Regions from separate parts of the Mus musculus genome. Here all the other regions are linked to region 7. Evidence: chromatin contacts called from public promoter capture Hi-C data. All regions are on one chromosome and are shown on one strand. Each heading gives the region's core, a stretch centred on a gene start, on an enhancer-like site or on the middle of the called end of the contact. The rest is flanking DNA. Distances are from core to core; before and after follow the strand shown.

Region 1 (3,661 bases), core at 71-2,570, 1.2 Mb before region 7:
TTGTCGGGCATGTGACCACCAAAGTATGGAAGTGGTGGTATTTGAACATGGGAAGATTCCAGTTTTGTTTCTAATTTTTTCCCCCTTCTAAGCAGATTGGGAGGAAGTTACAGACAGAAGAAATAGCATCCCTACTTCTGCCGCGCAGAAGTACACACTAGGACTGCGGGAGCCAGGTGCAGGGGAAAAGGTCCAGATTGGTATTACCAATGATCTGCACTGATGGTGGGCTCTGGTTTCCCTCCCAGTCATGAGTGAAGACTCACCCATGGGCTTCAGAAGCATCAGCCCAAGGTTCAAAACACGGCTGTGTGGGACCTTGAGGCATTCTGTTGGGGTCGAGGCTCAGCCTTGTGTGTTTCCTATAAAATGGGCAAATGTAATCTCAACCGTTCAAAGCTTTTGCGAGGATTTTAGAGCCCATACCAGCTGATAAGCACAGGTCTGGCACTGCTATATTTCTTTTTACAAATGTGGAAGTGACAACCTCAACCTGTGTCCCTCTAAGTGAGGGTGCTGATGGCTTCTCTACACTCAACCCAGAGCCTGTCAGGAACTGGAGCTGTGGAGAGACTGTATGATACCCCAAAAGAAAAGAGAACCAAGGGGCCTGGGGGTGTTGCATACAGTCTACTGCCCAGGCAAAGAGGGTCTGTAACTCAGTAACTCAATAACTCAGTAACTCAGCTCCCTAGGACAAGTTCTAGTCCATACCCAAGGTGCTTGGGTGCAGAGTCCTTCGAGCCCAAAAATTCTCGGGAAGAGACAGGCCTGGCCCGGCTGCAGGGCGGCCTTAGAGGAGGGGTGTTCCCGGCTTAGTGGTGGGCAAGTAGGGCGTCTGACCCCCCCCCCCCCCGTCCTGTCCCCACCTTCCAGAACCGTGCTTTCCGCTCCCCCTAGCACTCCCCCTCGGCCCGGGTGGGGATCGTGCTCAGCACAGTGCTCAGGAGGCACCCCCACCCCGCTGACTCCTCTCGAGGGTAGCCGGGGCACTGGGAGTCTCAGCCATCCGGGCAGCCGCGCCCAGCCTCGCCCCGCCGGGCTCCGCCCGCCCTCCGCGGGGTCGCAGCGAAGGGAGGAGGGGCGGCGGCCCGCTTGCGTGGCAGGCGCTCGGGCTGGGCTCGGCCTCCCTTCCCGGGAGGCGGGGTCGGCGCCGCGGCGGCGGCGGAGCCAGGCCCCCTCCTCCTTCCGCGGCCGGCCTCCTTCCTCGTCGCCCCACGTTCCCGGCCGCTCCGACGCCGCTGCGCCCGCGTGCCGCCCGCGCAGTCCCCGTGGGAGCCGGAGCCAGCGTCCCGGGCCGCGCGCCCCGCTCGCCCATCCCGCCGAGCCGCCGCCGCCGCCATGCCCTCGGCCAAACAAAGGGGCTCCAAGGGCGGCCACGGCGCCGCGAGCCCCTCGGACAAGGGCGCCCACCCGTCGGGCGGCGCGGATGACGTGGCGAAGAAGCCGCCGGCGGCGCCGCAGCAGCCGCAGCCTCCCGCGCCGCACCCGCCGCAGCACCCGCAGAACCAGGCGCACCGGGGCGGCCACCGCGGCCGGTCCTCAGCCGCCACCGCCAACGCGTCCTCCGCGTCCTGCTCGCGCAGGCTTGGCCGGGTGCTCAACTTTCTCTTCTACCTCTCCCTGGTGGCGGCGGCCGCCTTCTCGGGCTGGTATGTCCATCACGTCCTGGAGGAGGTCCAGCAGGTCCGGCGTGGCCACCAGGACTTCTCCCGTCAGAGGGATGAGCTGGGCCAGGGCTTGCAGGGCGTCGAGCAGAAGGTGGGTACTCCAGCTTTTGCGGGGTCGGGACTCTACTCCTGCCCTCCCTGAAGGGGCCCTGGTCCTTTCCTGCCCAGGCCCTGTGGCAAGAGCTGGGACCCCAGCGCCCTAGTCGCCAGGGCGGTCCCAGACCCGCTTTGTTAATGGTCTCAGAGAGGGATGGAGCGGACTCTGAGGATGGCCAGACCATTGGGGGAGGATGGGCCAAGGGCCTGTCACAGGACATTAGCGGTGACCTGTAAGGAAGCCGGCAGGCTCTACGTAGCCCATTCTTTTTGCATTAGGAACCGTTGAATGGACAGAGTTGCCCGAACAGGAGCCTGGAAGGGAAATCATCGCATCCCCGGAAGCCTCTAGTCAAGACTTCACCTTGGCTATGCCAGTAGGAGTCACCCGAGCCAGTTTTTAATAGACCTAGAGTTTTGGGGGTGGGGGTGGGGGAAGCTAGTGAGCTTAGTCATTTGCTAAGTTCAGATGAAACGTCTATCTTTAGGTCCCTTGTCCTTAGCTGGACCAAGGAGCCCATGTGGGCCTTTGAAGTCGCCTACTCCAGCTTTAGGGGAAACACAGGCCAGAAGTATTAGATCACACTTATGTGGTGTGTAGACAGCGTATTCATGTATTTTATTTCCTCACTCAAAGAGTTAACTAGAGGGAGGAAGAGAGGGCTGACAAATTTGACTCCATTTTCCAGACCCGAATATTGAGGTTTAAGAGACACAAAGTGAGTTGACACAGACCACAGCTGGCTTGAGTCGCAGATTGTGGAAGAAAGTGTGGGCCATTCGTGAGGAAGGATTCCCCAGCGAGCTGTTTCAGGAATGACCAGACAACTCTCATGGCAAACTGCTCAGTTTCTACCCTTCCAGCCCAAGTGTAGCCCCCTTCCCTCTAGTGCCTTCTCCATCCTCTCCACCCACATCCTTGCTCAATGAAACGCACTTGCTGGACGGAAACAAAAAATCCCGCCATTTCTGAGCCCGGAACCACGGCCTCCTTTCCCAGCATGCCGCTTGCCCTGCCAAGTCCCTACTTTTTTGTTGAGTGTGCACCACTAGGAATTTCCTCTCAAGACTGGAAGAGCAACTGGAGTGAGTCAGCCTGTGAAGTGGTGTAGGCCAAGGGAGGTGACTTAGCTGGGGAAATGAAGTGGGCGATTCTGCTCTGCCTGCTGAATGTCAGACCATCCTAAGAACACAGACACCCCGCGGGAGTCTGATCGCTAGCCCGTTTCCTCTCTTCCTAATCAGTCATAATATTTATTGAAGCCTGATAGTTGTATGGCTGTGCGTGAGCCCTGTGGAGGATATGGAGGAGGAAAAGGCGCAGATCAAGCTTGTGAAGTGGCATCCTAAGTAGGTTTCAGGGGTGGGGAACTTATGCACACTTTGAGAAGAAAGGGCTTGTGGGTTTGTATGTGGGACAGGGCTGGTCATTAGAAGTATCAGGAGATGGCATGACCCCATACAGGTAAGGGGACAATCTCGACTATACCTGAAGGACAGAAGGTAGCTAGCCTTCCAGTGACAGAATACAGGGGAAGTTGGAAGCTTGAGCCCAAAGTGGTTAGATCCAGGTTGAAGAACATGGGTGTTAGTTCCTATGTTGCCTTTTGGTCTCTTTGTTGGTTTTACCCCTTCCCATTCACAGCTGTATGCAAATCGCTTTCCTCTTTGAGCCTGTTTCTCATTCTCCAGGCAAGAGGAAGGCGCCATCAAGGTTTGTAAGAACTGGGATTGGGGATAGCCCAGCTGGTAAAGTGCTTACTGTGAAAGCATAAGAACATGGGTTCAGATTTCTCGGGCCTGTGTAAAAGTCCACACTTGGAATCCCATTGTTGGGGAGGCACAGACAGGAGGTATCTCTGGAGTTTGCCAGCCGGCCTGTCCAGCCAAATCGG
Region 2 (3,515 bases), core at 846-3,345, 1.8 Mb before region 7:
CTTCCTGACTCCTTGCGTTCTTACTACTGCGCACTGAGAAATTGAAGGAGCCATGCTTTTGGATTAACTTGCAGCTTCCTTATGTTTTTCTCATGCCCTTAAAGCAGTGACTTTTACATGTACAAGAATGATAACCATTGTTTAGTTACTTTTCTGTTACTGTGATAAAGCATCAGTGCAGCTTATAAAAGAATTTAATGTGGGTATTTCAGACAGAGTTCATGATCACAGAGCACGGAACACCTGAGTTCTCACACCTCAGTCCATAACTGAGAGACTCAAGAGGGAGCCCAGGAATGGCAAGAACCTCAAAGCATCTCCTGCAACAAGGCCACGCCTCTTCATCCTTCCCAAACAGCTCCACCAGCTGGGGCCCAAGTATTCAAACAAGCCTGTGGGGACCATTCTCATTCAAACCACTATACCCAGTATAACTTTATTTCTTATAGAGACTTCAGAATTGTTTGATTTTTGTAGTTTTCTTTAGGAAAATATACATAGTAGTAGTCTCATCACCTGTTCCTCCTAAGGTTTTTTCTGAGTGTCAGGCCCTAGAAACGCACTGTAAGAAGATGGCAAAGTCTGAGCCCAGTCACTGGCCACAGTCAGTGTGGCTGAGTTAGCAGCTACTTTTGATCACAGTGCACAGGTTGTGTGGAGCCTTGGTGCAAGCTTCCCACACCATGATTCTCAGTTCTGCGTCCCTCTCCTAACAAGTGATTGCACAGCATGCAATTCCAAGTCTTGACTTTAACACCTATAACTTTCTTTCTTCCCCCCCTTTTTTTTTCAATTGTCTGATGGGGGGTGTGGGTTGGCTTTTGAGACAGTGCCTGAAACTAAACAAAACTGGCCTAGATTACTGTGTAATTCCAGGCTGTCTTTGTCTAATCCTTCCCCATGCTGCGATGTGACCACTTATTCCTTTTCTATACTTGACTGTAGTTTCCTTTTCCCAAGTGAGGATAGCACATCTTAACCATGAATCCCAAATTTTTGTAAGAAAGTGTGCAGTAAAATCCATGAATAGAGTGTTGATGTGCTAAGAAGGGTTATTGGACATAGATCACCTACTCATCTAGGTAGTAGCTGCTCAGTTAATTCCGGAGTAGCCTGAGGATCAGAACTGATCTTTAGGAGTCAGGACTCTGTTCCTCTAAAGCCCACAAAGTGTAAACCACACGGCTGTTTTCAGATATGATTAACATTCTGGAGTTCTTAACTGTGGATCAAGCATTGTTCTTAGCTAAGGACATAATCAGGAGCCTCCACTCCACATGAAGGGGAGGTGTCAACCTGAGTGAGAGACCCTTAGAAAGGTAACGAGGCGGGCTATCAGCCTAGGAAACACCATTTTCCTTGCTCTAACTGCATACAGCACAGGGTGGGCACAGGGGACTCTTTCCTGGGTAGCACTTCACTCTCATTGTGGTTACCACGTTAATGTGTTTCAGTTCCTGTTGCCCTGTCCAAGGTCCTAGCGCTGCAGTTCCGCATGCTTGGTGCTGAGGCGGCAGCCTGTAAATATTTATCTGAAGGATGGATGAAAAAGATTCTGGCTTTTGGTTGGCTGGTTTATGAGTGTGGGCATCACGAATAACTTAGAATGTAAAGCAAAAGGCAGTTTAGCAGTATTTGGGCAAAGTCATCTAGGGGTAAAAAGGATGAATGGCATTTAGGGAATCAGACCTGGTGTTTACCGCAGATGTGAGGGGTTTGTTTTGTTTGGACAGGTCAGGTTTCAAAGTTTTAAACTTGAGAATTCTGAATGGCTCCACATTACAGACAACAGGTTCTGATCTGCCCCTCCTCCCTGCCTCTTTCTCTCAACGAGTTGTAACGTTCTCTAAGGGACAAAGAGACTGAACCACCAGAGTTTGCTGAGACAGAAGCGCCAGGTGGCACTGGTGGCAATAGACCCTGTAGTGTGGCTCACTTATTCCCACGGGAGCCTGTACACAGTGTTCTAATTGGCTACGCTCGGGATGGAGGCGTGACTTCCTGCACATCAGTTTCTCGAGCTCTGATTGGTTACCAGCCAAGGCGAAGCCCTGCCAGTTACCTAGGATCTGTTTCCTGAGTGGAGAGGCCTGCGGAACAGGGTGGGAACTTAGCTCAACGCCCAAGGTCTCTCCGCTGTGCTTGGACTGCTGCCCACAGGTAAGCCACCCTATTTCTCCAGCTCTGGCTGAGCCTCAAGCCTGCCTACCGGGGTCAGGGTTAGCAGCTGCCCACCGAGAACGTCCACACAGGCACTCCACCTCGGAGCACTGAAAAAAGGAGGCTGCACACGTAAATAAGAGGCCACGGTAGCGGTCCTGGCAGGGCCCTTCCTCTGACCAACTTTGTGGTTCTTTGCCTACAAATTGGAATTCACTTGAAACTGTCAGATCAGAACTTAATTGGTTTTATTGAGAGGACTGTTTTAATTATAAAAATGTATTTCTCACCTCAGGATTGCTTGAGAGGATTGCATAAGAGAGCAGACTATGTGACCTTTTTAGCAAGAGCATCATTGTACATAGGACACAAGGCTAAGAGGACTGCCATTCTTAGGTGGGCAGCCTTGGGCAAGCTACACCTGCATCCTGGCCTCATCTTTAAGGGGAACTATGGTTTAATGAGGAGTAGATGTGAGGGCTTTGTTTTGTTTTTTAATACTCTGAACTACTATTAACTCGTTTAACATGATCTTTCACCAAGGAATAGCGTCCCCATGTTCCTGATGCCCACACTGCCCACACAGAAAGGTGATATTACTTCCTAAAAAGTCACAGCTAATTGGAGATTAATTCCAAGGCAGTGTAGCTGCGCTAAAGTAACTCACTTTTGCCCTCTGCATTGTTTCATAGCCTGATTTGTTAATTTGCTGTTATTGCCTTGTGCATCGTGTTCTTTGTTTGCTCATTACAGGAAATAACAGTATTCAGTCTCGGCTCTCCCCTGCATACACAGTCACTATGGGCTGCTCATAGTTCTTGCTAACGCCATTTCTGAAGTGAAAAAGGTGTGGGCCTTCCTTATTTTTTTTTTGTAAAGTCTGTAACTCTCAAGTTCTCAGATGGTCTGTGATCCCAACAGAAATATGAAATGTTTGGCCAGGAGAGCTAGTGCCTACCATCCTGACAGCAGCCTGAGCTTAAAACAAACAAACAAACAAAAAAACAAACAAAAAAACCCTACAAGTTGAATGGACAATTGATAAATATTACTATAAAGTAAAAAAACACACCGGGAACTGCCTGCCCCTCTCTTTCCCAGAGTCAGTGATGGCAGCCCATGAAGGGCAGGGAGACAGTTCATTAGAACACGGTGCTGCAAAGTGGGTTGTGTGGGATAGTGAAGCAGAAACGTGAGGGGTCACAGCCATCCCAGGTGGAGCATTGCAGTCCATGGTGCCGTAAACACCCTTAAAGGGGACATGGGGCTTCATCTATTCTGAAACATCAGAGGCATTTCCTTAAGAAAGTGACGCTTACTTCTGAGAGTTGATTGACAAAAGCACAGTCTTTGGA
Region 3 (3,463 bases), core at 538-3,037, 1.7 Mb after region 7:
CACACAGAACTATCTACCTCCCCAAACGGAGCTTCCAAGTTCTCCCAAGCTGGGTCTCCTCCTGTACCTCTAACCTGGGTTCATATGTAATGGAGCTACAGGGGGAGACACACTGGAAAGTCAGTGTTTTGCAAGAAAGTCTGGTCAAAACTGTCACTATTTAGGGCAGTTCCACCCACCCATCCATCTACCCATCCACCCACCCATCCATCCATCCATCCACCCACCCATCTACCCACCCACCCATCCACCCACCCATCTACCCACTCACCCATCCACCCACCCACCTACCCACTCACCCATCCACCCACCCATCCACCCACCCATCTACCCACTCACCCATCCACCCACCCATCTACCCATCCATCCATCCATTCACTGATCCCACCTCCTCTACTAATCAGGTTCACTTTCACCCCACACCTACCACCAAGGGTGGGTGACAAAACACCCAAAAGAGTTGTCCACATGCTACCAGTCTGAAGGAAATCGCCACGGCAAGGTGGCAGGGAAGGCCTGTGGATTTAAGGGTTTGCCTTCTGAAGAGGTGACACAGCACAGGTGACGCTGCGCACTGGGCCTGGGCCTTGGCTCCCGCGTGGGATGTGTGCACCTGTCACAAGTGTGCAGATGCGTGTGTTCATACTGTTGCAGGTAGCACCCCTCACCAGCACCCAGACTTCCCTGGCCTCCCTCACCCACATCCCCCTACCTCAGGCGACTCCAGACCGGAACCCAGCGTCCAAGCAGCCTCTCTGGTTACCCGCTCCAGCTGCGAGCCACCAGCAGCAGAGTAGAGGTGACACCCGATCAGGTTGGGGTGGGGGAGCGGGGGACGGATGAGCCAAGGGAGGAGACAAGCTGCTGTTAGCCAGCTTGCTCAGATGGGCAGCCCCAAGGACGGCCTCTCCCACCTCCTTGTGTGCTCCTGCCTCCTCGAAGCCTTTCTTGGGGTCTCCACGGGGATCAGGAGGCTTCGGTTGTTATATGCTGCCATTGACCCATCACATGGCTCCTGTGTCTGTTGATTACCAACAGGCAGAATGGTCAGATAGTGCCTCCCATCTCTAGATGGCCACGGAAGCAGGGCTCTTCACCTCTCTCCTTGCATCTCTGGGCACCTCTGGGTAACACGTGGAACTCGCCCAGTTCTGTGGACCTAACCCTATGCTCTGTGATATTCCGGGAGGTGCACTCCAGAAACTAACCCAGGAAATGTTGGCAGGGGGCCCAGAGGTCTTTCCTCTGCCCAAGAACCCCAGTTTTCCATTCATTCTCTCCTGTAGCCAGAGTCAGGCAGACCCTGGATGACAGTCACAAAGGTTAGGGTATCATGTAGCCTAGCGTGGCTTCGAACTTTCTGTCCCCTCCTGCCAGTGCTATAAGCACTCCGGGCAGGGCTCTACACACTGAGAACTGTGGATTTTTGTTTTGCTTTGTTTGGTTTCATTTCTGGGTTTTGCTGATGTTGTCTCTTTTGAAACAGGGAGTTGGTCTGGGACTCGCAATCCCCCTGCCTCGACTCCTGTGAGTGGCCTCATCACTTTTCTGGCTCTGGTCGCGGATCCCAGGACTGGGGAATCCACTAAGTCAGAGAGGTAGTCTCGGCCAGCACTGAAGACTAAGCTTGCTGCATCAGGAGGGCGCATGCGCTCTGGAAAGAATGCTGTTTTTCACCTCCACGTACCCACCCCACCCTCAGGCACGTATCTAGGGAAGGCGGCTACTCTTTCCCGACCGTCCCTTCACCACTTCCGGCGGAAGCGGCCTCAACAAGGGAAACTTTATTGTTCCCGTGCGGCAGCGCCGGCGACGATGTCGGTGAATTATGCAGCAGGGTTGTCGCCTTACGCGGATAAGGGCAAGTGCGGGCTGCCCGAGGTGAGAGCTGCAGTGTTCGAGTCACCGAATGACCCCAGACGGGGAGCGGCCGGGCGAAGCGGGGCATTGTGGGAACAGCATGAAACATAGAGTCTAGACAATGGGAGGGACTTCCCTGGAAGGAGGGGGCGGGAAGTGACACCCACTGCTCAGGCTGGGTGACACGGAGGAACCTGGGTCAGGGAAGGAGTGAGGGGCTAATGGGAACGAGACCAAATCGTCAGGTCAGGGAGTGGACGTCTTAATTGTCAGGGAAAACCTGGAGCTGTGGGAAGATCTGCAGGGCCGGAAGCTGGCACCCTTTCCTGGGGGCATCCCTGTACCCCACTCTGTACTCCTCCCTGAATCTGGGCCAGATGGATCCTGAGTGTGGGGCTGTCAGTCTTTGTTGTTTCTGAAGGGGTGTAGTAGGGTGGAGGGTTCTCTCTTTGTAGCCCAGGCTGGCCCCGAACTCACAGGAATCTTCCTGCCTCTGCCTCCCGAGTACTGGTGTTAAAGGCCTGCGACACCATGCCCTGCCTGCCTCATGTTAACGGAGCCCCTAGACAAGTAGAGCTGCATCTTGATTTAGGGGAGAGAGGTGGGTTATCTAAAGTCCAGGATGGGGGATGACGTCAGTGGGGAGGTCACGTGGGCCACAACCAGACCAGGACAAAGGAGTGGCTGCCTGCAGGAACAGCACTCTGGGAAGAGGGCTCGGCATGTGCAAAGGCCCTGGGGTAGGACACAGCGATGTGTTAAGAGTGTGGCTGGAACTGAGGGATGTTGAGAAGGGGCAGACAGAGCATTGACCCACAGGAGGCCTGCCACTTGGGAGGTCACGTGTTGCCTCCTCCTGCCCTCTGACCCTACAGATCTTCGACCCACCAGAGGAGCTGGAACGCAAGGTGTGGGAGCTGGCCCGGCTAATGTGGCAGTCCTCCAGCGTGGTTTTCCACACGGGCGCCGGCATCAGCACCGCCTCTGGCATCCCCGACTTCAGGTCGGTGAACAATGAGGGGAAACTGAGGCAGGGCTCTTGCTGATACACCTCTAGGGACTAAGGTGAGGTGGCAGAAGGACCTTTCAGTTTTCCTATGTCTCTGAAAGGCCCAGCAAAAACTCCACTTGCCCAAGGATCAGAGCATGCCCACATAATGTAGTAGCTGCAAGGCATGCTGGGAAATGTATTCATGCAGCTCGGCCAGCCACTGGGTTTTCTAGGGTCAGAATGACTCAATGTTGTGGAGTGACTAGCTCACCCATAACCTTCGGTGGCAGCCTATGACCACTGTAAAGCATTCTGGGAACCCGCAGCCGGTCTTAACCAGTACTCAGCCCCAGCTCCACTAGCTCCCCTGCCTTTGTTTACCCCCAGACCCTCAGCCCCTCCGCCTCTTTCATGAAGACGTCCCATGCTCTTTAGAATTCTTGCCTACCCGGCAGTCATTGTCTCCACCACAGGATACAGAACCACCCTAAGAACGGGGCTGGGGCCAGCATGGGCTGACTTCAGCATTAACAGGAAGAGCCCACAGCCTGGAAAATGAATGTTTGACCTCTGTGCCTGTCCTCCTCTGCTTGCTATCCTCAGAGGCCCCCA
Region 4 (3,671 bases), core at 894-3,393, 1.3 Mb after region 7:
ACAAGTTTTAAGAGATAGGATTTGGGCTTGTGAAGGAGCCCTAGGGGAAGTTGCAAGAGGAATGAATATTGCATATGAAGAAAAGTTTGGAAAGTACTGTAGAAATAGATATATAAATGAATATATCTTAATAAAGAGATCTTGCAAGTTTTAGACAAGTTAAAAATATTAACATTATCCTGACCTGTTTAGGCACCATTCTGTTTTCATGCTAATGCTATAACCATATGTTCATGCCTAGATGACCTGTGATGTGGAGTTTTTTCTGAGAGATAAAGGTTAATGTAAAACTTGCTTTAGCAGACACTAAACTGTGTCTTTGGGTGTGCATTATGCTTTCTGGTGGCATAGTTACATGAGGTTTTTCAGAAAAACTAATGTGCTTGAGAAAAGTAATGAAAAGGCTTTGGATTATGTATTACTGCATAACAAGGAAGTGTGTAACCAATAAAAGCCTGAGATGAACTCAGAGAGAAAAAGAAAAGACAAACCAGAAAGCTGTCTCTGAGCTCAGCTTCTGAACAACTATGAGTCACCTGTCAGCTTGAGCCTGCATCATTGCCTGAGACTCTTGACTTCACACTGGTCCAATCCTCCCATTCTCAAGAACCCCAAAACAACTGAGGCTGGTCCTCAGCAATTGTTCCTAGCCACAAAAGTACAAATGATCTTGACTGGTGGCCATGGTGGCACCAAACACAGTGGGGTAAGCACTATTATATCAATCATTAATCAGGAGAATACCCTACACATTTGCCCACAGGCCAGTCTGACTCTAGCTTGTGTCAAACAGACCGAGTCTCAAACAGTACCTCTGAGACATCTCCCAACTCCCAAACACAAGACTTTTAACAAACCTCAATCACCTTAACCCTCAGTTTTCAGCCTGTGAAATGGGCACACTCACATGCAAATTTTTCAAAGTCTGTCAAGTTTAAGACAGAAGAGATGGCTCAGCAACTAAGACTTCTGCTCTAGTGGAAGAGCTGGGTTTGGTTCCCAGCACTAACATGGTGGTAAAAAATTATTCCTAGATCCTGGTGGCGACATCTAATGGCCTCTTTGGTCTTCTATGGACACCAAACACCCAACTGATAAACACAAATACAAGAAAGCCAAACACTTGTGTACAAGAAACAAATGTAGTAAATTAAAAGTACAGATCCCCATATCTCTTATATGTCACCATGGATAAAATGGCCAGAAATACACAGAAGTGGGACAAATATCGGTTGCCAAAACTATAAATATATAATAAAAAAAAAAAAATCAACGAATTCAATCAAAGGAGAGAAATTGCAAGATTGTAGACAAGAAGTCTCAGTATTATTGCAGGACACAATCTGAGCTATGGATTCAACAAACGTCCACTAAAGAGTCTAACGATTTCTGCAATGAACGACAGAAAGCCGATGACAAAAGGTCAGCATGAAAGAAAACATGAACACACAAGGCTGAATAAACAGCACAGTGACACCGTCTGGCTTCTAAGTTACCCTACACCTGCGATAAAGACTGTGCTGTTTGAGAAAGAAAGAGACCAACAAAACACGAGAGAGCACTCAGAAACAGCAACACAGTTAATGTAGGTAACCCAGTAAGTCTGGTCTTACACATGGGATTGGACCACGGTGGCATCTGCATGCGAATGTGTTAATAGCACAGACTTTACACCTGCGCAGAATTCACTGGAGATGGAGCCCACACCTGAATGGCAAATGCCAAGTGAAGAACTTCTAGAAGACTCTAGAGAAACTAGAGCTCTGCAAGTCAGAAAATCTGGCTACCGTGAAACCCGCGCATGCGCGTGCACTGAATGGTGCTTTGCACTTTGCGGACAGCAGGTCCGGCGTCCCAAGTTGTACGCAGGCGCAGAGAGGGGAACTAAGTCGATCAGAGGTCCCGCCTCCGCCTGGGAGATGAGGGGACCTCAGGGGGAACAAAGGGAATCACACCGGGCCCCGCGTCTCGCCGCCGGTTCCCGCACCCCGGGCTCCCGCAGATCCTCCCCGCGTGGGGACGGCGGCCCCGCTCACCATGGTGCGGATTCCGGGCTCACCCACTCTCCTCACAGCTCCTAGCAGCAGTTGAAAAAGCAGCACACAGAACCACAAGAGCTTCCCTAAGACTCACAGTCAAACCTGCAGCATGGTGGCGGAAGTGCCCGCCTCCGTTCTGACTGGCAGTCCGAATCCAGGCTCTGATTGGTTAATAAGGCCTCTGTGACAGGCGCTAACACTCTAGAGTCAAGAGTGCCTTACAGGGACAATGCACAGTGGTTTGCAGGGACAGAACTTTCCCAGAGCTGTGGAGATTGGCATTGCAGCTGAACTTGTGCCTGGATTGCAAAGTCATTCCGGCACTTCTCCTTCACACAGTAGGTATTTCCCCTTCTTCCTCCTGGGCACAGAATGTTAGGTCCTACAACCAGGGATAAAAAACTAAGGTGGGTACTTTATCAGCGCAGAGGCTGTCTGTCAACTTCTCCCTGCATCCCTCAGTCCATACTGCTTACAGAGTTGGCTGGCATGCCCCGACCCTACCCTGAACTTCTACAGCCCTGCTTCCCACAGCGGCCCTTCCCTTTATAATCCAACCATTTAGATTACCTAGGGGTGGGGATGTATTTTTATTTTTCATCTACCCTTTACATTCCCGATCTCTTGGTCTGCCTGAGAGGCTATTGATGGAGCCTAGTTGGAGCACAAGACCAGAGCATACTGGAGAGCCCAAAACCAAGGGATGATCACCAAGAACAGCGCAGAGTGCTACAGAGGGCAGAGCTGGAGATATGACTCAAGCCCTTTGGAGGAGCCCAGAAGATAATGTGTGTGGATCCCCAACATTGGAACAAGAAGGTGTGAAGTTGAAGTTGCCTCGGAGACTATATTAGAGATGCCAGAGCCATAGAATACCTGCCAAGGAAAACTGCTAATAGGAAGTGGAGCCAGCCAAGAGAAAGAATTGTGTTTCAGTCACCAAAGCTGAAAGGAGTTAGAGATTAGACATGAAAATGCAGAGTTTGGCGTTTCCCCAGCTGATTTCTGGTCTGGCTTTGGTCCAGTATTTCCTCACTATAATTTTGGACTGGTCATGTGCATCCTGTGATGTTGAAAATACACAATTTCCATTATGATTGAGATTTTTTTTCAGGTGATTACAGTTAAGAGATTGCATAAGTCTCAGAAGAGACTCTGAACTTTGGACTTTTAAACATTGTTGAGACTATGATATACTATGGGGACTTTTGCATTGTGGCTATGATGGCCCCTATAGACTTGTGTGTTTAAACAAGGATGTAAGGCCAGGAAATGGAATGTGGTGGTTTGAATGTGCTTGGCCCATGGGGATTGGCACGACTCAGGTGTGTCAATGTTGGGGTAGGTATGGCCTTGGAAGATGTGTGGCACTTAGCGAGGTGGGTGTTGAGGCTCCTATGGTCAAGCTTCATCCAGTGTGGGAGACTGCCTCCTCGTGGCTACCTAGGGAAGACAGCCTGTCCTGTACTGGGTACAATCAGATCAAGATGTAGAACTCTTGGCTCCTTCAACACCTTGACTGCCTGCTCACTGCTATGCTCCTACCATGATGATAATGGACTGAACCTCTGACAATGTAAGCCAGCCCCAACTAAATAGATTTCTTTATAAGACTTGCCATGGTCATGGTGT
Region 5 (3,652 bases), core at 437-2,936, 1.7 Mb before region 7:
AAAGGGTAAAGACTCAAGGACGGAAACGGGAAAGTCAAGATTTTCCCCGAATATAAACATATATATATCAAACACTTTTGAATTTATATGTTAAAATCAATTAAACTTTTCGAATGATGTTTTCATTGAACTTTTTTCGAATGATGCTTTCATTGAACTTAGTTTCTGGTATAAGTGCTGCTATACAAAAAAAAATGAAAGTGAAAAATGAAAGCAGATGTGTATTAAGCGTTGCTAAAGCAAGAATGGAAACATACTTACCTGTTAGTGTGATAGCCCTTGAGCGGCAACAACTAGAAGTTTTAAGCACTAACCAATAGCAGATACAAATACCCACAATGTTTCCTTTTGGATTAGTAGCGTTCACAAGATACAAAAGACACAATCAAGTAAGATTTCGCTTCCTAGTCTAGGTGTTTCTAACTCTTCCCAGCAGCCCTAGCTCCCCCTCATTGATCCACCTTTAGGCACAAGCAAGTCTTTTTTTTTTTCCCCTGAGCAGAGCAGTGACGTGGCAGGAGAGGCAGAAAATGACCCTAGAGGCTGGTGCTGGCTTGGACACCTCCTTCCTCCGCCCCTTCGTTGTCCATCCAGCACACCCTAGTTCCTGCGGAATTCCAATATAAGACGGGCTTAAGAGAGACGATCCAACTTGATCCCGAGTGGCAGCTCCGGGGCTAGACTAGATGCTGCTTGTGCATGGCAGGCTCGGTTTTGGATTGAGCTTGGGGTCGGCAGTGACTGCACTGGCGGCTGCTCCAGGACTCCTTCCCCCCTGCTCCCCAGTCACTCCTTGACACTGCCAGCGCCCCTCTTCATTCCCACACCTGCGGGCTTAGAACAGGCGTGGGAGTGGAGTTCCCGATTTAGGAAGAGCAGCGGGAATCTCCGCTTGGAGCCAAGCCCTGTGTACTTGAACCCACCGGGACCGTTTATCAACAGGTCAGAAGTTAAGTGGGGCAAGGAAGCTGGGCTCCTCCTCGGATGCCCCATCTCCTCCTCCGCACCAGCCTGACACTCAAGGCAAGAGGTCAGACCCAGGCTTCCAGAGCGACTCCCTTCAACTGCAGACACCGCGTCCACAAACTCGTGGACCCACTGGGGTAACCCCATACCTCCGTACGCCCCCCAACGACTCCCGCCCATCCCCCTCCCGTTCAGTGTCCCCCCGCAAAGGGCCAGGCTGGAGCGGCCAGGCCCCGGGGTCGTGCAGGTGAGGTGCAGATGAGGCTAACGGGAAAGGGCCCGGAGTGCGGCCACTCAGGCCGACGACACCCTCCCGCCCCCGCCCCAGCCATGGGACACACTCACTCACCGCGGGGTCGAGGCCGGGAGCTGCGGCCGGGCGGAGGGAGCGGTGGCACGGAGAACAGCAGAAGCGGCCGGGGCAGCAGAGGCCCTGATGCGGCCCGGGAGTGGCTTACGCGACCTAGATGCTCTTCTCCGGCTCAGAAGTCGGAAGACTCTCGGTGCGAGGTCGGTGCGAGGCGGCGGCGGCGGCAGCGGCGGCTTCTGGCTGCGGACGTGGCGCCTGACGCGACCCGCCCCCTCCGCAGCCTCCGGAGCTCCCGCCTCCTCCCGCGCCTCGGGTTCCGACGCGCACGCGCACTCGCGCCCCCGGCCCTCCGCCCCCCCACCTCCCGCGCCCACCGGTCGCTCGGCGCGCGCAGCCCTCCCAGCAGCCCCCGGCCAGCCTGCGCGCGCGCCTCATCCGGAGGGTCTCCCCGCCCCCTCCGCCCCGGCCACCCAATCAGAGCAGGCGAGGGGGCGCTGCCCCGGCGAGGCGCGCGCCTCCGGCCTCGCCCGAGTCTTCGGCCACTCTCCGGGCTCGAGGGAACTAACGGTTATGGGGGTTTAGAACTTCTCCCCTGAGGAGGGCGGCATGCTCGCCGGTGTCTCCCTCTCCTTCGCCCAGGGGCTTCAACCTTTAGCTGCTGCCCTAAGGGAGTGACGGGCAGGGCCTCTGTCAGTCGCTCTCCCCAGGGCGCTCTGCGAGCCTGTGTCACCGAGTGATAGGGTGAGGCGAGGCCTTGCTAATTTGTGTGGGGTTTTTGTTGTTGTTGTTGGTCCACCTGGAGTCCTTGAGCGTAAACATGTCAGGTTCGCCCTCATCACACAGCGGATGCCCAAGGCCTTTCAGGGGGCCTTGAATTTTGGTAGCGAAAGAAGGTTGGTTCATCGATGTGAGAATTGAACTGGAGAGGGAGGAAAACTGTCACTTCCTAACTAGGGCTTCGTCAGGGCCCCTCCACGTTCTTGCCAGCCTTGGGGGGAGGGGGGATCCCTGGTGGGGTCCTGTAAAGTATTGAGCAGCCTAAGAAGATGCTGTCTGGGAAGTCCTCTGGGTTCAGCGTTGCCTCTGCTTCAGATGGGAAACAGGACAGTGAGCTTCCAAGGGGGCTTGTGATAGCTGCCTAGGAAGGCTGTGAGGAGGAAGCAGAGACGTGACGAAATGGCTACCTGACTAGATAATTGCTATTAGCTTTTCCTTGACTCTCAACATCTTTAAGATAAAAATGACAATAAGTCCACCCTACACTTTTGGGAAAGATAAGAAGAGAGACTGTGGGTGTAAGGGGGCTTTACTGAGAAATTATACCAAAACGTGAGATTTTTTTTCTTTTCACGACCTAGTTATCAAGTGGAAACATACACAGGACAGGGGACCTCAATTTTTAAATGAAAGTAATCAGCGTGGTGTAACTGGATAGCAAGTGTTTATCAAGTCTCAGAAAAGGGATGCTAACAGCAACAACAAAAAATCCTGAGAGGGAGCTAACCTTGGTTCAGTTCTTAAATAGAATGAACTAGAGCTTAACCGTTATCAAATCGATGAATTAAGTCCATTCAGATCACTGTGCTGAAATTATGATAATCTTGTTTTACAGAACTAAAAGAGAATGATGATTAGGAGAGTTTGAACTGTGGTATTAACTGAGTACCAATCTTTTATTGTCATAGACTCCTGAATTCTTAATAGGATTTTAATAGGTGATTTCAAGATTGAACCCTGGGCAAAATTACAATGCAGAACTTTATAACTTTCTTTCCAAATTGACTTACAGTTTTGCTAGTAATTAAGGCTATAATTCAAAGCAGTGGTATATTCTGTTTCATAAACCAATGAAGGTACCAGGGAGCTTTTGGCTCCTTCTGAACCTACAAGTACAGGTAGTCCAGTATTTCTTATAGATCTGACCCCAGTCAGTTCTTGCTGTCTCAGTTTCCTTACCTATAATAATGGAGAGAGGGCCCAGTGGTTAAGAGCACTCACTGCTCTTGCAAAGGTCCTGAGTTCAGTTCCCCACACCCACATGTCAGCTCACAGCTATCTGATGCCATCTTCTTTTTAAAAAGAACAACATCCCATTCAGTTCTAAGCCACTCTTGTCTATATGAGAATCTTAATTGAATTGTTTCTATCCTGATGCTATCTTGATTTCAGATAGCTTGGTGTAACCAGAAGGAACCTCAATGAAATCAGGCCCTATTTATTTTATAGGCTGACCTCCATTGTAGTTCTTGATTCTAATACTGTAATATCTTTATTTCTATATAATGTCTTTAAATGTCTTCAAATAATGAGTTCTTAATGCAGTAACTTAAGGCAAAACTTTCTTATACTACATTATAAATAGCTGAGATTATGACT
Region 6 (3,594 bases), core at 7-2,506, 1.3 Mb before region 7:
TGGGCCCCTACACCCTGTCATAGCAGGAATCAACCACGGGTGCTCTGGAAGAGCAACCAGTAGTCCTCAATCCCTGAGCCGCCCCTGGGTCCTAAGTCACTGATCAGGTCGCTCCCAATTAAACCCTTCAATGGTGCTTTACTATTCCCAGGGAGAAAGTCTAACACCTTCTAAGAGTTAACACATTTCAGAATCAGGAAGGCATCTTTTACTGCCCTCTTCCCCTAGCTCCACTAGATTTATTTGTTCCCCTGAAACAACTGATGGTGTGTCTGGGGTCATGTACAACCTGTTCCTCTGCCTGAATTTCTTCCTCGACCATCTTCAGTCCTAGATGTCCCTATTCTGTGCCAAAGATGTCAAGGTTCAGTGAGAATTTATATACCTTCTCAGGAAACAAAATCATGTCAATAACTGCACTTCCTTAGGCAGTTCACCGTGAAGCAATTATCCTTTAACTTTTAAGAATCTGATGAAAGCTATAGGGGCCCCTAAGAAAATACAAGATCAAAAATGGGGGACGAAGGGATAGTCAAGGTACTTAAACTAAACCTGCAGTCCAAAGAAACTGTGGAGTAAAAGGAAAATGATGACAAGGGTGAGATTCCCATTTACTTTTAGCACCAAAGCCGGCTATGGGACCTCAAGAACATTGCCTACGTTCTCAGGATCTCTGTGTCCTTCCAGGTGAGATCGGCAAGAAGATATTGGTTCCTGAGAGAATACACAAGGACCAATTCTTGCCAGTGCACACTTAAATTAGAAAAGCTTTACCCGAGAGCCATTCGCTAAGCTTCTAAACGTAGGACGCTACTGAGAGATCTGTACTTGCTGCTACAAACGCTCAAGAACCACACCTGGTAAAAGCTCACACACCCGGAGCTCCGAGCATGTGCAGAAGTTCTGAGCATGCGTAGAAGCCCAGGGACCCGCCCTCGTCATCCTGAAAACTCTCCCGGCAACGCCTCCTTAGTCGTCTCCAACCTCTTCCGCTGCCTGCGCTCACGGCACTTACCTCCACAGTCGGGATCGGCGCAGTCAGCTGCTCCGGAGTCAGGCTCCCGAACTCCTCGGCTAGAACATCCATTCCATTCACGGTAGAGGAAGAAGTCGGCAGAATGTTCACATCCGCCCGTGCGGCTCCAAGCAAGTAGCACGCGGAGAGTGGTGTGCGTTCTCCTCCGGTGTCCCCGTGGCGCTTGTTTACGGGGAGGCGTTTCAAAAGGTTCCGCCTGGTCAGGGCCTAACCTGCGGAGGAACCCGGAAGTGACCGAGCCGGATGTGGAAAACTACACCCACTGGTGTACTTCCGAGGTCTCGCCGGGCTAATCCTAGCCTCTTGACAGGCTCATTTCCAGTATCCCCAGAATGATTGAATACGGCAAAGTATAGTAGTTCTAACTGTATAACTAATCTGAAAAATGACTCGATAATACACATTAGTCACAACATGAACTTCTAAAGCAGAGATTTCAATTAACTCAGTCTAAACTGCTTGTATGTTGTGTAGTACAGAAGAGCAAAAGTCCTTGCTTAAATAATTGGTGGTACCTGCGTGTAATGAACAGGCATCAGCCGGGCGTGGTGGCGCACGCCTTTAATCCCAGCACTCGGGAGGCAGAGGCAGGCGGATTTCTGAGTTCGAGGCCAGCCTGGCCTACAAAGTGAGTTCCAGGACAGCCAGGGGGCAGTAAAAGATGCCTTCCTGATTCTGAAATGTGTTAACTCTTAGAAGGTGTTAGACTTTCTCCCTGGGAATAGTAAAGCACCATTGAAGGGTTTAAACGGGAGCGACCTGATCAGTGACTTAGGACCCAGGGGCGGCTCAGGGATTGAGGACTACTGGTTGCTCTTCCAGAGCACCTGGGGTTGATTCCTGCTATGACAGGGTGTAGGGGCCCACGACTTTAATCCCAGCATTTGGTATGTAGAGGTGGTAGGATCACAACCTCACTGTCTCAGGGAGTTTGAAGAATGAGGTCCAAGATCCTCTTAGGGAAAACCCAATAAATTATATTAGAATAGTTAATTAACGGTTTGGGGGAAAATATGTTTAAATCCTATGTCGATGAAATATACCTTAACAAAACACTAGAAGGAAACGTCAGAGGGACGGAGTTTGTTACCACTACACCGAATAAACGAAGGATTGCACATAATCCTCCCACGGCAGCACAGACACCTATAATCCCAGCATTTAGAAGCTAGAGGTAGGAGGGCATCCAGAAATTCAAGGGCATCCTTGGCTACCTAACAAGGTCGAGGCCAGCCTGGGCTACATGAAACCCTGTCTCCAAAGAAAAGGTAATGTATTAATAACATTGATTGGTGAAAGATTTCAAGGATGGCAACGGAGAAAGCATAAGAATTGCTAAAAGTTGTATTCCATTAATTTTTAAAAAATTAGATACACCTATAAAAAATCTCTATGAATAGTAAACACACAGTTGGTAGAAGACAAAAGGATTTGTCACTGAAATTGGAAATGAGTTCATGCAAGTCCAATGGTAAGAAAAATCCCATGGGAAGAAGAGGTAAAAGATGCCAACAGTTTTTAAATGAGTTTCAGTTTGGGAACATACAAAAATTGTGGAGATGGATGGTGTCACATGAGTGTGTACAATGCTCCTGGCCATTTAATAGTTGAACTATTTAATAGTTCACCTGTATAATTAGCACCATCTAATAATATGTGTTCTTTTTTTTTTTTAAACCTGGTCCAAGGTAATCTGCGTACAGAGTTAGCTAGTTAAATTTCAGTGCTTGTATCTAAACGTTGTGCTGATAGACTTCTGAAACTAAGTGAAGAAAGAAAGAAAAAAATTACAGGCCACCAAGATGGCTCAGTATGTTAAGTCACCTGCCACAAAGCTTGAAAAGCCGCGTTCAGCCCCCAAGACCCACATTGTAGAAGGAGAGAAGCAACTCTAAAGAGCTGTCCTCTGATCCCCATACTCACATGTAAGACAAATCATTTAAAACTAAGAATGATCAGCCCCCCCCCCCCTTAAATCCTTAAGATTTACTCAGAGAAACTACATTTGAATGGTCCCTGTGAGTTATTATACCAGAGAGCACCCTACTTAGTGTAGTCTGGAAGGGGTTGGGAAAGGGAGCTGAAGACTTGAGGACATCAAGTTTGGCTCAGGTGTGTCAGCTGTCTTCTACAAAGTCATCTTGGATTCCCACTATGAAGATGGTTCTACTGTAAACCAGATCACAGACACCTGGAGAACTAAAAAATCTCAGCTTTCTGATTGGCAGGCTGGAGCTGGAAATCTGCATTTCTAGCAAGATCTCTGCTGCTGTGACCTAATACCATAACCTCTGTACTTGTCTAGTTCTTCAGTCTGTGAATGCTGGAATGAAAATGGCCTTGCATTCCAGGTTCTAGTGCATTGTTTGTTCCTTAATAAGTTTGTGTTGAATTCATAATTTGAAAATAGAATTGCAGTAGGTAATAATAAGTTTAACATTGTATTTCTGTTTTTCACCGAGTTTTTAAAGTTTCTTTTGAAATGAAGGACACTTTGGAGGATGCAGTCCCTAATCTTCATGGCTACACTTAGTTGACAGTGATGATGTTGGCTATTA
Region 7 (3,323 bases), core at 566-3,065:
CACACAAAACAATTCATGGCATAAAACAGCCCTGAGCAACAAGTGCAACTCAGAAATGAGATGAGCCTCTACACCAAAGAACTGTGAGAGCCGGGCCCATCAGCACAGCCTGAAGTCTGAACCACCCCTAACTCTGACAGAGGAGGAGCCAACACTCCTGTCTGTACGTCTATCTCCCCAACCTCTAGTACTGATCTAATAAATACACATTGACAAACAGGGAGGGGGACTAGGCATGGCAGGGCACACTCAAAAGACAGGCAAGTGGATCTCTGTGCTCCAGGCCAGCCAAGGCTATGTCTCAAGCACTAGCTGCTCTTGTTTGATTCCTAGCACCCACATGGGGGCTCAACTGGACTATAATTCCAGTACCAGAGCATTCGACACTTTGTGACCTCTTAAGGCAACAGGGATGCACAACGCACAACTTTAAACAGCACAGTTAGCAAAATGTAGACCTGCAATGAGTCTTTGATTTTAGTTAAGAAATTCAGATATGCTTTAATCCCAACACTTAAGAGGCACAGGCAAGAGTTCGAGGCTTGCCTGATCTACAGAGTAAGTTTCAGAACAATCAGGGCAACACAGAGAATCACTGTCTTGAAACACACACACACACACACACACACACACACAAAAGGTAAGTCAGAAGTCAGAAATAGGGCCCAAAAAGAGGGTTTTATGGACACAGTGCTTGCCTCCCAAATTGGAAGCGCTATTCACTCCCCACATAGTAGGAAGAGAGAATAGCCCCCTCCACATACCAGAGGTACATAATACAGAGAACCAGAAACGGTTATGTAGACTTGGGCAAGTCAGACTGGGCTTTTTTTTTTTTGTAGAATATACTTGCCTAGCTCTCCTACCTAGAAGGTGCTCAATTTAAAAAATTAATTATTCCGAGTTGCACCTTTCCAAACAAACCAACTGCCCAGTCCAAGCAACAAACACTGAAGACTCAAGCCTTTGCCCACTTTTTTTTTTTTTTTTTTTTTTTTTGTATTTTGTTCTTTGTTTATTCGAGACAGGGTTTCTCTGTAGCCCTGGCTGTCCTGGAACTCACTTTGTAGACCAGGCTGGCCTCGAACTCAAAAATACGCCTGCCTCTGCCTCTCCAAATGCTGCCAGGCTGGGCGGTTCCTAATGAACTCTACAAGGACCACCTGGCCTGGACCGGCTTGGCAGGTAGAGGAAAAAAAAAAAAAGAACCACCACCGCCCAGCGCCGGGCTGGCCTAGTCGTACCCCGGACAGACCCCGGCAGCGTCTCGGGCTCCGTGGCATCCCCTCCCAATTAGCGTCCCAGACTCCGCGGTATCTCCGACCTCCGCAGCGTCTCGGACTCTCTCGGTGTCCCATACCCCCGCAGCGTTCCAGGCTCCCCGGCATCCCTAGCCATCGCAGGGTCTCTGGCTCCTCGGCGTCCGCGGCCCCGCAATAACCCGGACCCCCGACTCCCCACAGCGTCTCGAGCTCCTTGGCTTCCCCGGCCCTGCCGCGTCTCGGGCGCCTCAGTGTCCCAGAACCCCGCAGCGTGCCCGGTCCCCGGTAGCATCCCCAACCTCCTGCAGTGTCTCCAGTAGCGTTCCCGGGTCCCGCAGTGTCCCTGACCCAGCAGCGTTCCGTGTCCCTCCAACCCACCCCGCTCTCCACCGTCGCTCACCTCCCGAACCCTCGCTCCCCGCCGTCAGCAGCTCCCTGGACACCGTGACCTGCGAGCAGGCTACAGAAGACGAAGAAACACCAGGACCGGTCCCGCGCTCGCCCTGGAACTCCATGCTTCCAACCCAGCGCCACTGAAAGAAGCCCGGATATAGGAAGGCACGGGGAAGGGGCGGGGTCAAGGCAGCAATTGGCCGAAACTAGGAGGTGGGCGGTGACTTACGGGTGCGTGGCCAGAGCTCGCGCCTAGAGATGAAGTTCAGACCCACGGGAACCGGAAGCGGGGGTGGGGCCGAGGCGGGGTGGAGGATGGGAACAAGGCACCACACTGCGTGGGCGGAGCGCTGCGGATGCACGTGTCAGGCGCCTAGTCTACCCCAGCCCAAGTCTAGCCCTAGTCTCCTCCTTTATTGTTGTTAGAAAAGAATCAACCCGGCTTGGTCAAGCTAAGCAAATGCAAGCATGAAGAAGGTGGTGCGAGGCCTTTGTCGTTATTTCCATTTTTGTTGTTGTTTGGGGAGGTTTCTGTGGTCTTCAGTTTGTAGCAATCCTGCTTTAGTCTTCCAGATGCCATAGAGGTGGGAGCCACCACACCCAGTTTCTTTTCATTTTCTATATTTTATTTTTTGTCATCCTGGCTGGCCCAGGTTGACTTCAAAATCACCATTTTCCAGCTTCCATTTCCGTGTACTTAAATCTACAGCCGCCCATTACCATACTTTGTTGTTTGTTAAAGCCTCACCAAGTTACCCCGGTTGACCTGGTACTCAAAGTCCACCTAGGTCCTAAATAGCCTGGATTTCAGGTCTGGATGACCAGACCCCAGCTTAGTTTACTATTTAACTGTAAACACAAAACCCAGAAGTGTTAAGAATGCTGTTTACGTTGCTATATATACAGCATGCCTTTGGAACACTGTCATGTCAAAATCCTAAAAGGTTGTTCCAGGTGGTAGTTAAAAGGTAGAGCTGTGAGTGAGGCACTGAGTTTGGTCTCCTACAGAAAAACAAATCCTTCATTTCTAAAAAGCTGAAACAAAACCCCTGAATGACAAACCCCATTCCTCCCCTCTTCCTGCCCCTGGGACCCAATGCTCATGGTTTTGTTGAGAACAAGCGAAAGAAACGTATTCCAAGTGCTACCATTTCATTTCCAGACTCCCATTTAATCATAGGGAGAAACTTAATTCACGGTCCCAGTCTCTAGGGAAGCTGGGGACTTCCCTATATCAGAACAGCTTCTGTTGTAAACAGTTGTCTGTGTGAACGCATCTCCTCAGGGACAATGTGTAAGGAGACAGTTATCTGAGTCCAGCCATCTCAGGGACAACTTCTCCATCTTGCTGGCAGGGTCAAGCAAGTTCATGTTCCCAGACCTAGGAACGAACACCTGTCCCAAGTCTACATGTTTTCCTAATTGTCTGTTAACTGGTAGAGAGCAGAGGAATTGCTATTATCTAAATCAAGGTGTGTAAGTTTTAAAAATATATAACTAATTGCCTGGTATGCACTAGTTAACTACATGCAGCTGACCCACTCCTCCCCACCCCCACCCCACCCCACCCCACCCCTGCTTCCTTATCACTCTGAGCTCTGCACCTAATGGAATTAAGGGCCTTGAAACCAGGTGCCCTGGATATGGCCCAGTACTCCCTTGTTTAAC

Evidence for each region. Promoter capture Hi-C pulls out the DNA fragments that hold promoters and counts their contacts.
Region 1: a contact with region 7 is called in a promoter capture Hi-C map of liver, with 3 times the contacts expected there. The contact joins the promoter of Ckap4 here to the promoter of D10Wsu102e in region 7. A contact is called at or near these places in 6 of 39 promoter capture datasets (the 3T3-L1 cell line, the SN4741 cell line, embryonic stem cells and 3 more), 3 of 115 datasets of contacts at active chromatin or transcription factors (embryonic stem cells, extraembryonic endoderm stem cells and pancreatic cancer cells) and 1 of 9 other capture datasets (liver).
Region 2: a promoter capture Hi-C map of liver shows a contact between it and region 7, with 4 times the contacts expected there. The contact joins the promoter of Mterf2 here to the promoter of D10Wsu102e in region 7.
Region 3: a contact with region 7 is called in a promoter capture Hi-C map of liver, with 5 times the contacts expected there. The contact joins the promoter of Sirt6 here to the promoter of D10Wsu102e in region 7. A contact is called at or near these places in 5 of 39 promoter capture datasets (the 3T3-L1 cell line, hippocampal neurons, liver and 1 more) and 1 of 115 datasets of contacts at active chromatin or transcription factors (astrocytes).
Region 4: a contact with region 7 is called in a promoter capture Hi-C map of liver, with 4 times the contacts expected there. The contact joins the promoter of Zfp873 here to the promoter of D10Wsu102e in region 7. A contact is called at or near these places in 2 of 39 promoter capture datasets (liver and pre-B cells) and 1 of 115 datasets of contacts at active chromatin or transcription factors (embryonic stem cells).
Region 5: a promoter capture Hi-C map of liver shows a contact between it and region 7, with 3 times the contacts expected there. The contact joins the promoter of Tmem263 here to the promoter of D10Wsu102e in region 7. A contact is called at or near these places in 7 of 39 promoter capture datasets (the C10 cell line, hippocampal neurons, liver and 3 more).
Region 6: a promoter capture Hi-C map of the SN4741 cell line shows a contact between it and region 7, with 4 times the contacts expected there. The contact joins the promoter of Polr3b here to the promoter of D10Wsu102e in region 7. A contact is called at or near these places in 5 of 39 promoter capture datasets (the C10 cell line, the SN4741 cell line, hippocampal neurons and 1 more).

What each region holds. Positions count from the first base shown.
Region 1 is chr10:84,531,547-84,535,207 of GRCm38.p6, reverse strand. Ckap4 (cytoskeleton-associated protein 4) reads left to right here and starts at 1,320. Exons shown (of 2, transcript NM_175451.1): 1 at 1,320-1,761. The coding sequence starts at 1,342.
Region 2 is chr10:85,126,607-85,130,121 of GRCm38.p6, reverse strand. Mterf2 (mitochondrial transcription termination factor 2) reads left to right here and starts at 2,095. Exons shown (of 3, transcript NM_028832.3): 1 at 2,095-2,160.
Region 3 is chr10:81,625,890-81,629,352 of GRCm38.p6, reverse strand. It overlaps Sirt6 (sirtuin 6), which reads left to right and starts at 1,787. Exons shown (of 8, transcript NM_181586.4): 1 at 1,787-1,881; 2 at 2,736-2,863; 3 at 3,455-3,463. The coding sequence starts at 1,816. It also overlaps a transcript of Ankrd24 not described here.
Region 4 is chr10:82,046,595-82,050,265 of GRCm38.p6, reverse strand. Zfp873 (zinc finger protein 873) reads right to left here and starts at 2,143. Exons shown (of 4, transcript NM_001319203.1): 1 at 2,037-2,143. The coding sequence starts at 2,039. Gm46195 (a long non-coding RNA gene) reads left to right here and starts at 2,218. Exons shown (of 2, transcript XR_001779681.1): 1 at 2,218-2,377; 2 at 2,680-3,671.
Region 5 is chr10:85,100,661-85,104,312 of GRCm38.p6, reverse strand. It overlaps Tmem263 (transmembrane protein 263), which reads right to left and starts at 1,686. Exons shown (of 3, transcript NM_001013028.2): 1 at 1,316-1,686. Fhl4 (four and a half LIM domains 4) reads left to right here and starts at 1,818. Exons shown (of 2, transcript NM_010214.4): 1 at 1,818-2,017.
Region 6 is chr10:84,619,960-84,623,553 of GRCm38.p6, reverse strand. Polr3b (polymerase (RNA) III (DNA directed) polypeptide B) reads right to left here and starts at 1,256. Exons shown (of 28, transcript NM_027423.2): 1 at 1,016-1,256. The coding sequence starts at 1,087. It overlaps Gm17249 (a long non-coding RNA gene), which reads left to right and starts at 909. Exons shown (of 2, transcript XR_380645.4): 1 at 909-1,357; 2 at 2,096-3,031.
Region 7 is chr10:83,358,713-83,362,035 of GRCm38.p6, reverse strand. It overlaps D10Wsu102e (DNA segment, Chr 10, Wayne State University 102, expressed), which reads right to left and starts at 1,815. Exons shown (of 4, transcript NM_026579.3): 1 at 1,663-1,815. The coding sequence starts at 1,777.